Linked DNA regions of Sus scrofa: region 2 is linked to region 1. A link is a contact called in public HiChIP or PLAC-seq data. All regions are on one chromosome and are shown on one strand. The core of a region is the stretch at or near the end of the contact, and the rest is flanking DNA. Distances in the headings are between cores, read along the strand shown. Region 1 holds the start of METAP1 (methionine aminopeptidase 1). Region 2 holds the start of EIF4E (eukaryotic translation initiation factor 4E).

Region 1 (4,363 bases), core at 1,023-3,522:
AGAAAGAGAGACAATGTAAACTACATTATCCTATTCGGCCAGTCAGGATGTGTTTGGCTACAGGTATAGCAATGGTATCAAAAATGTACCTACAGAATCCAACATGAAATACTTCCCATCCTACAGTACTGAGGACACCTTGCATGTTTTCACAAGTGTGTTGACATTTTCCCACAAACCCCAATGAGCCAACGTTCCCTCTGCTGAATAATACCATACCTAAGAGAATCCCACCTTTCCTTGATGAACATGGTTTCATAAGTGTCTGTACCTATTAATTCATTTAGCATTACAAAATGCCAACTAACTTTAAACAATGTAAACCACATGATTCTATTCAGACAGTACACAATTTTCAAAAGCATGCTGCTAGGGGTCTTTTTGGTTGTGGTTTGAAGTCCAGGTCCCACATTGACCTCAACAAATTATAGAATTTGACAATTATTTTAAAGAAACAAAAGGACTCAGACCAGTTTAGTACGTTGAGTAGTCCCAATGCTATTTTTAGAATGAGCAACACTTCATGTGCAACTTTTTCCAAACGATACTAACAAGGTCAAGGATCATGTCCTATCTGAAAACAAGACCTGTGCAACTTAGCTAGGATCTCTTATCTACAAGTGTTGGGCCTTAAGGATCTTATTTACATGTTAATTTTACATACACCTTATGTTTACATTTTATATTTGAAATAATATCATTGTTTATTGTTTATATGTTTGTCTTTATTCTATTTATTTATTCATACAGTGCTACATAAACGATTAATGTTTTACCAGCATTTCACATTCACTGAGTAATATGTACCTCAGAACAACCTTGTGAACTATGTAAGTAAAAGTATCATCTTCCCCTCGGTACAGTGGTGGGATTGGAGCTCAGAAAGATTAAGTAACTTGATTAGTTCAAGATCTTACAGTCACCGGCAAGGGCAGGGCCTTGACCAGACTTTCGGACTCTTTGTTCACGCTCTCCTCCCCCAAGAACACTACCAATTTAGTACTTGAATATTCATGTGTCTCTCTTCAAGAAACCTGGTCTGTAACTAAAAGCCAAACTACGCTGCCGGGCCAATACTCTAAGCGTCAAAATGTGCCCGCAATACTAGCACTCCTCAGTAAACATAAACACGAGCACACGTTTCAGTCCGGACCCCTTTCAATGCTGGCTTTGCTCCACTGCACAAAACTTACTAAAATACACTACGGCCTTAAAGCATAACCCTTAATGGAACTGTCTTTTTCACTCAGAGGGAAACTGGGTAAAACAGAAGGACTCACCCTGTTAGTTTACGGTCTTGTAAATTAATAATTTTGGATGCCAAAGGAAAAAAATGAATTACACAGACTCTCTCCATTCCTCAACCCCAAAGTTGCTTAAGTGTCAGTGCGCAGCAGTAAAACCTAGGAACAGAGGTGGGGCTGGAGCTAGGATTCCTCCTCTCTGCGACTCCATGGTCCCAAGCAACTCACTCCTCAAAGCCCAGCTGGTGTCTTCTGACCCCCAATCCCGTCGGGACCGGGGTACTACCCGCCCCGCAGCCCCCCGCGACCAAGATCAGAGCCCTGCCAGGAGCTGGGGCTGTGGTGGCTCACACGGCTGGGGCTGCCCCCTTCCCGCGGCGTCCCCATCTGTCTTGCGGAGCCCGCACACCTGGCCCCGAAACACAGCGCCCTAAGACTGCCGGGTACCCAGGGCAAGTCAGCTTCCGCCCCCAGCCCACGTGGCCGCGGCCGACCGCGCCCCCGCCCCCCCGCGTGCGCCCTGCGCAGCCGGGGTCCGAAGGGCCGGGGATTCCTCAGGGGCGAGAAGGGGCAGCGGCACTGCAGACGAGGTGGGAAGGAAGCGCGGCCGGCGCGCCCGCCTGGGGAAGAGGAGGAGCGTGTCCCGACCGGCCGCGAGGACAGGCGGGGAGGGGAAGGGGTCGGTGGCGGCGGCGGCGCCTCGGGGGGGCGGGTGTCTACCTGCGAGCAGAAGTATGAGCCCTGGATGCCCAGCTTGATGCAGGTGGGACACTGGAGCTTGGCCTCACTGCTGCAACCATCCGTCTCGCACACACGCGTCTCCACGGCCGCCATGCTGCCTGGCTGCTGGAGGAGCGCCTCACGGAGGAAGAAGGGGAGGGGGAGGGAGAAACGGCTGGGCGGAGGGAGGGCAGAGGAGGGGAGGGAGGCCGAGCCGGGGGAGGAGCTCAGCCCGCCCCGCCTGGGCGCGGGAGGAGGAGAAGCGCCAGACCACGCTGCGCGCCCCGCTCCCGCCCAGCGCGCAGCTGGCGCCCCGCCCCGCGGCCTTCGCCCCGCCCACTGCCCGCGGCCCCCGCCTCCCGGAGGCCGGCGTGCACGTGGGGGCCGCCGGAGAGCTTCAGGGAGCCCAGCGTCCGCGTGTCCTTTCCCCGGCTAGCTCGCCCGCCTGGTGGTGTCGGAGAAGGCCCGGGGCGGCCGACTAGGAGAGGCCTTCACGCCTCGCGTTCTCTGTGCCTAGAGAGAGCTCCCCAGTCCCTTACTGACTGGATCCCAGGGTCTTGAACGTCTCCCACACTCTCAGACGGTTGAAAAGGGCACTTGGCTCCTCTGTTTTGGTCCACCCGGCAGCTCCTTGGAAAAGGAAAGTAATTCTCTTTTTAAAGTTCTTTTTCTCGCTCATAGTGTCTGTTCTAAGGCCCAAGAACAACTGCTCATTCACAAAAAAGGAAGCCAGGGAACTGTCAATGAAGAGGTGGGTTGGGATTTGCGTCCGCGCTCCCTCCTGCGGTATTTCTTTTCACACCACCCCCCTCCATTCACAGTGTACGGTGCTGGAGATGGTAACACAACCTCTGGATATTCAATACAAACCATATTTTTTCGTGTTATCTCATTCCATTGTTTACTAAGTATCTAGGAAACAATTGCAGTGATCATGAAATGTCAGAGTTGAAAGGAGCTTCAGAGGTCCTCTATGCAAACCTGTTGCTTAAATCTCTTAAACTACATCACACATCTTCCATTTTCTGACTGGTGCTTGAATACCTCCTGTCACTAGGAAAGAGAGAGGAACTAATATTTATTGATAATCAACTAAGTGCTGTGAGGAGTTACCATTGTGGCTCAGTGGAAACAATGCAAATAGTGTCCATGAGGATGCGGGTTCGAGCCTTGGCCCCACTGCATGGATTGGGGATCCAGTAATAACTGTGGAATGTGGTGTAGGTCGCAGATGAGGGTCAGATCCTGCGTTGCCATGGGCTGTGGCTCTGATTTGACCCCTGGCCTGGGAACTTCAATGTGCCATGTGGGTGTGATCCTTAAAAAAAAAAACTAAGTGCTGTGAACTTTGTGTTATCTTAGTGCATACTTTTTTAAACATTTTCATATTTGATAGACGAGAAAAGCTCATATTTTTAATGTCTTTGTTATATAGGCAAAACAAATAATATAATAAAATCAAATAATAATTTTTTTTGTCTTTTTAGTGCTGCTCCTGAGGCATACGGAGGTTCCCAGGCTAGGGGTGGAATGGGAGCTGTAGATGCCAGCCTGTGCCACAGCCACAGCAATGCCAGATCCCAGCCACCTCTGCAATCTACGCCATAGCTCACTGCATTGCCAGATCCTTAACCCACTGAGCGAGGCCACGGATTGAACCTGCATCCTCAAAGATATTAGTCAGATTCATTTCCTCTGAGCCACCATGGGAATGCCTCAAGTAATGAACTCTAAAATGTTGTATACACGTAAGCAAAAAGAAATCAACCACCAAATATAGGTATATATGTGTGTATATGTTATGTGTATATGTGTATATAGTACATATATATGATATTTTTTAACAAAACTGGACCATACTATGCAGAATATTTAGTTCCCTGTTTTCTTCAATTATGTTGTGAACTTCCTTTATGGCCATCAAATATACTTTTACCACATAATTTTAACATCTGCAAAATATTCTGTTGTATGAGTAATTTACAAAGCCAAATTCACTAATAATAAACATTTAGGTTATTTTTAATTGTTATAAACAAGGTTTTTGCGAATACGTTTCCAGTTTGAACTCTGCATAAATCCTTATTAGGGTATATTCTGTTTTTTGTTTTTTTCTTAGGGCCGCACCTATGGCACATAGAGGTTACCAGGCTAGGGGTCTAATCGGAGCTACAGCTGCTGTCCTCTGCCACAGCAACACCAGATCTGAGCCGCCTCTGTGACCTACACCACAGTTCACAGCAATGCCAGATCTTTAACCCACTGAGTGAGGCTAGGGATCGAACCCGCGACCTCATAGTTCCTAGTCGGATTTGTTTCTGCTGCACCATGAGAGGAACTCCAGGGTATATTCTTAAAAGTGGAATTGCTACATCAAAGGGTTGTCTTTTTTTATTCAG
Region 2 (4,650 bases), core at 1,955-4,454, 57 kb after region 1:
ATGTTAACTAGAGGCAGTTTAGATTATATCTAAAGTTAATATGCAGCATTAAATATTAAGGATCATTTATTATACAATTTCATGTCATCATGCTCAAAGCCTATTCATTTTAAGAAAAAGGATTGCTTACTACTAGTCAGAGACTGATAGAGGCATCTAAATTAACAGAATGTCTAAAATTACAAGGCCTGTTTAAAAAAAAATCTTAGGCAGGGGACACAGCCAATGAAAGAAAGAAAAGAAAAATCCTAGACAGGGTAGCAGTGATATTTTTGAGGGATCGACTGATCATAGCAAATGTAATTAGTTTGAACCATAGTTGAACAATGCCCAGCAAAACAATGACTTTGGTTATCTAGAAAACCTAAATAAAATACATGATAAAAATGATGTGATGTTTTTATTATGCATTCTATTACATTATTTAACGTCTTTTTACCGTGAGTTAAAATCTATAGACTAGTAATAAAGCAGCCTCAGGAAAATATGTAGAGAAAAGATAATGACTATTTTTACATTCTTAAATGATGACCAATAATTTAGGCTTATAAATAATTGTTACCATGATATTACACTGGGCTATTAGTTATGTATTAACTAGATAATGAGATCAAGTAGAATAGTATCTCAATACCATTTCCCACTTAAAAAAATCTTTTTATTCTCTTTTCTTTAAATGCAAACACAAATATGGTAGTAATGTAACAAATGTACATTTGTAGATTAATATAGTATAAATTTTCTTCTCTGTACATTTCAGATTGGCCAAAACAAAACCATAGACACACATAGATTAAAAACTTAATCACCAAGTCTTTGACATGGTGGAATCTAATAGTGATGTTAAGCAAGGACACATGAATATGCCACAAAACACATGCAACAAAATACATACAAAATGAGAGAAATTAAGCTCTGAAGAATAGGTGCATATATATGCACCATAGAAGTACTAGGATGATTACCAAAAGTGAAGAGTGTTTTGATCAAGAGAGTTAATAAAATGGGAGCTATCATTAAAGTTTGAGAATATCAGTGGTTTTCAGTCCCATATAGAGATTGAAGTGTTTTTAAATTTTAAATCTGTTATCTAGCAGCATTGGGAAAATAATACATCTATATTATCTCCTCAAAGATATTGAGATACTACTTTTTTTTTTTTTAGGATGGCACCCACAGCATATGGAGATTCCCAGGCCAGGGGTCCACCTGGAGCTACAGCTGCCGGCTTACACCACAGCCATAGCAACATCAGATCCAAGCCGAGTCTGCAACCTACACCACAGCTCACAGCACGGCCAGATCCTTAACCCACTGAGTGGGGCCAGGGATGGAACTGACAACCTCATGGTTCCTAGTCGGTTTCACTTCCACTGCGCCACAACAGGAACTCCCATCAGATACTACTTTTAACTAACAGAAGATATCACTGGGATTGCCTATAATTACTTTGGATAGTTTAATTAAGAGCACATAGTCTCTGCAAATAGAAACCTCTTTATCCAATTTGTTTTATTTTATTTTTTAGAACTCTATTACTTTAAACCTACTAGAGCTAAGCTGACTGGACCAAAGCTTTCATTAATCATCTCTGACATCCAGGTAAACCAAAGCATATGAGCAGGAAATGGTTTTGAGCTCTTATTACAGTCTCAATTATGTGTTAGTCAACTCAAGCAACCATTATGTACTCAATAATAGGTATGACACAGCTCTGGACATCAGCAGCACTAAAGCAGGCAGGCACAGGTAGCCTGATTATACTGATTTTTCTGGTGTTAACATTCTTAAGAAGCATGGGAAATAGTAATGATATAATATCTTCCTCATTAAAATCTTGCAGTAGCACTCTGCTAGATTTCTTCTGTTTTTTTATATGGATAACCAGACTGTGCAGAGTAAGACTGTCTTCAGAAATGACAGCACAAGCAAAAAAAAGAAAAAAAGAAAGAAATGACAGCACAGTATCTTAGCGGGGAAGAAAACGTCGGATGTCACTCTGGGGATAAACCTCTAATTGCCAGTGATTATAACAATATTTTCCTAAACATTAAAGCCTCTATGGAGGGTAGCTAGTTATAAAAACATTGTCTCGAAACTTTTAAAATTGCATTGGTGTACATGATAATGTAACAACATAAGCAAAAGAAAAATTTAAAACATTGTTTAAAGAACAGTAAGGGAAGCAGCTGATCCTTACGAAGGCACGAGGTTGCTTATTATGAAGCATTTATAGAGTCTGATGCATTTTCAAAGCTGGTTACAATCATTACCACAGCATACCCTTGTGAGGTAAGTGTATTACCATCTGTGGTTCATAAATGAAAAAGCTGAGGCACTGAATGATTAAGTCACTTGCCTAAGGAGAATGAGTCAACGTCAAGAGTCATAGTTGACCCAGCCTAACGACTCCTGACGGTCAGTCCAGGGCTTAGTCAGCGGGGGCCGGAGTGGCTTCCCTGGCTGGCACCTGGACTTGGGCTATTTCCCTTCACGTCGAAGCAGAACAGTGCAATCGAGAGGACAGAACTTCAGATAATTTTTACTTCCACGCAAGATTTAGCCCTGAGATTTTAATCTCAGGAGTTGGAACACGAAAAGCTGTCGGGTGCACTCCCCCTCCCCCGAACTGTGGCAAGTGGTTACTGTGGGCGGTTCCGCCACTCCCTTTCGCAGTGATGGCAATGAGTGACCACCAGCGTTAGCGGAGCCGGGGGACGGGGGAGGGTTGATTGCTTAACGATTTTCCCTCGCCGCCTCTTTTTGGAACTAAGAGAAAATGGTGGGAAGTCAAAAGAAAATTAAATAAACACACAGGCAACTTGTCCTAGGACCTCAACTAAGCAAATGAAGCCTTATTGTGCGTGTTGAGCCTACAGTTCCCAACCTTCCGAGGAAGATGGGAGGACAGGGCGACAAAGGGCACAGGAGGCATGCCTGGCAGTGAGTGCGACAGCAACTACCCAGGCGGAAGAGCAGAGGACTGAAAGCCACCCTCCAGCACGCGAGTGTCCGCTGCGCCGAGAACCGCGCACGGTACCCACCGGCCACGTGACCAGTCTTTTTTTTTTTTTTTTTTTTAAACTTCCTAGCCTAAAAAAAAGAGACAGGGAGAGCGAGCCACCGAGAGAGCGACTCCACTTCCCAGAAGCCTCTTGTTAAACACGCAGCTGCAGTCTTGCGCAGGCGCCGCCAGGGCCAAACGGACACGTCCGTCACGTGAACAGTAGCCGGCCAATCCGGTTTGAATCTCATTTTTTTCCTCTCACCCCCTCCCTTCAGGAGCGGTTGTGCGATCAGATCGATCTAAGATGGCGACTGTGGAACCGGTGAGTATTGCCTTTGGCCCCCACCCCCACCGGTCCCCGCGCTCCGTCTCCTTTCGGACTGAAGGATCCCGCGGGACGGCGTTCCCAGCGCGCACGCTACCCCTTGCCGCCCCCTCCCCCTCTTCTTTGGCCTGACCTCCCTGCGGACAATTGGGGGCGCCCCGGAGGCTGGCCGCCACGGCGTGTAGAGCACACGTTCTGGTGGGGGCCCGCGAGCTAGGGGAGAGATGTGGGGGAGGGGCGGCGCGGCTCCCCCTGTGGAGCCGCAAGGTGTCTATAAGGGTGGTGCGTGATCCGGCCTCTGGGCGAGGTGTGTGGGAATCGTGCCTTTGCGATGGGAAGGCGCGGGCCCGGCTCCGAACGAGCGCCAGGATTCGCAGGGACGGTGGGCGGCGAGCCGGCCTGGAATGAGATGGAGGAGGGAGCCTCGGAGCAGCCTTTCCCTCTCTCCCTCCCGAGCTCTGGCTCAGGGGCTTGGGTTCCGGGCGCGCGCCGGGATTTCTTAGACCGGTGGGCCAGGGAGCCGGTGAGCGCGCGGTGCCACGGGGTGGGTTGGGCGGGAGTGGTGCCGCGGCACGCGCGGAGAAGGTTCTTCCTCGCCGAGGGGAGCCGAGAGGGGCGAGCGCATGTTACTCCAGCATGTCCGAGAGTTGTCGGGGTTGGCGACCCGGGAGGCGAGAAAGGTTTCGGGGTGGGGAGGAGAACCCTTGGTGGCGCGGTAAAGCTCTGAGAGTAGGGTGAAGGGTGCTGGTGGTTGGAAGGGGGATCACATTGTCCTCGCCCCTCCATGCTTGAGCCTGGGCTGTCATGGAGGAGGGAAGGGGGAGGAGCGAGGCCTGCTGATAGCTGCTGGGGCTGGTCGGCTTGCCGGCCGGACCTGCGGCATTTCACACGCGCCTGTCTTCCATTCATTCATCCTTTCCGCGCTGTGCGCACGCCTCAGAGAGTGCGAATGGGTGTAGATCCATCTGTTCTTCCGCGGCTTTATCCTCTGGAAGAGTTCTCAGACACTGTTTAACTTAACTTTTAAAGTTAGGTTTCTGTTTGATTTTTTTTCTTTATCCGTTCTCCTGGCTTTCTTCCCAGTTCAGGCACCATCTTAAACTTATTTTAAGCAGGCTGATCCCAGAGCACAAAGTTGATAGTTACCGCCCAAAGGAGAGAGTATGTTTGTCATAGTTTGGGTTTGCCGGCACTGACTCACGGAAACTTCTAGGCCTGTGTTGCCGTTTTAGGAATGTCACATACAAGTGATTCTGTTTTAGAGGTGTGTAGCCAGAAAACGTTTGATACTCTGGAACTGTACTAGACCTTGGTTGCC

What was found. HiChIP or PLAC-seq counts read pairs in DNA pulled down with a chosen protein or histone mark.
Region 2: a contact with region 1 is called in an H3K27ac HiChIP or PLAC-seq map of alveolar macrophages. The contact joins the promoter of EIF4E here to the promoter of METAP1 in region 1. A contact is called at or near these places in 1 of 5 promoter capture datasets (liver), 17 of 47 Hi-C or Micro-C datasets (alveolar macrophages, blood, brain and 7 more) and 2 of 2 datasets of contacts at active chromatin or transcription factors (alveolar macrophages and skeletal muscle).

The regions. Positions count from the first base shown.
Region 1 is chr8:121,350,340-121,354,702 of Sscrofa11.1, forward strand. It overlaps METAP1 (methionine aminopeptidase 1), which reads right to left and starts at 2,273. Exons shown (of 11, transcript XM_003129313.5): 1 at 1,965-2,273. The coding sequence starts at 2,078.
Region 2 is chr8:121,406,429-121,411,078 of Sscrofa11.1, forward strand. EIF4E (eukaryotic translation initiation factor 4E) reads left to right here and starts at 3,205. Exons shown (of 7, transcript XM_003129314.5): 1 at 3,205-3,329. The coding sequence starts at 3,312.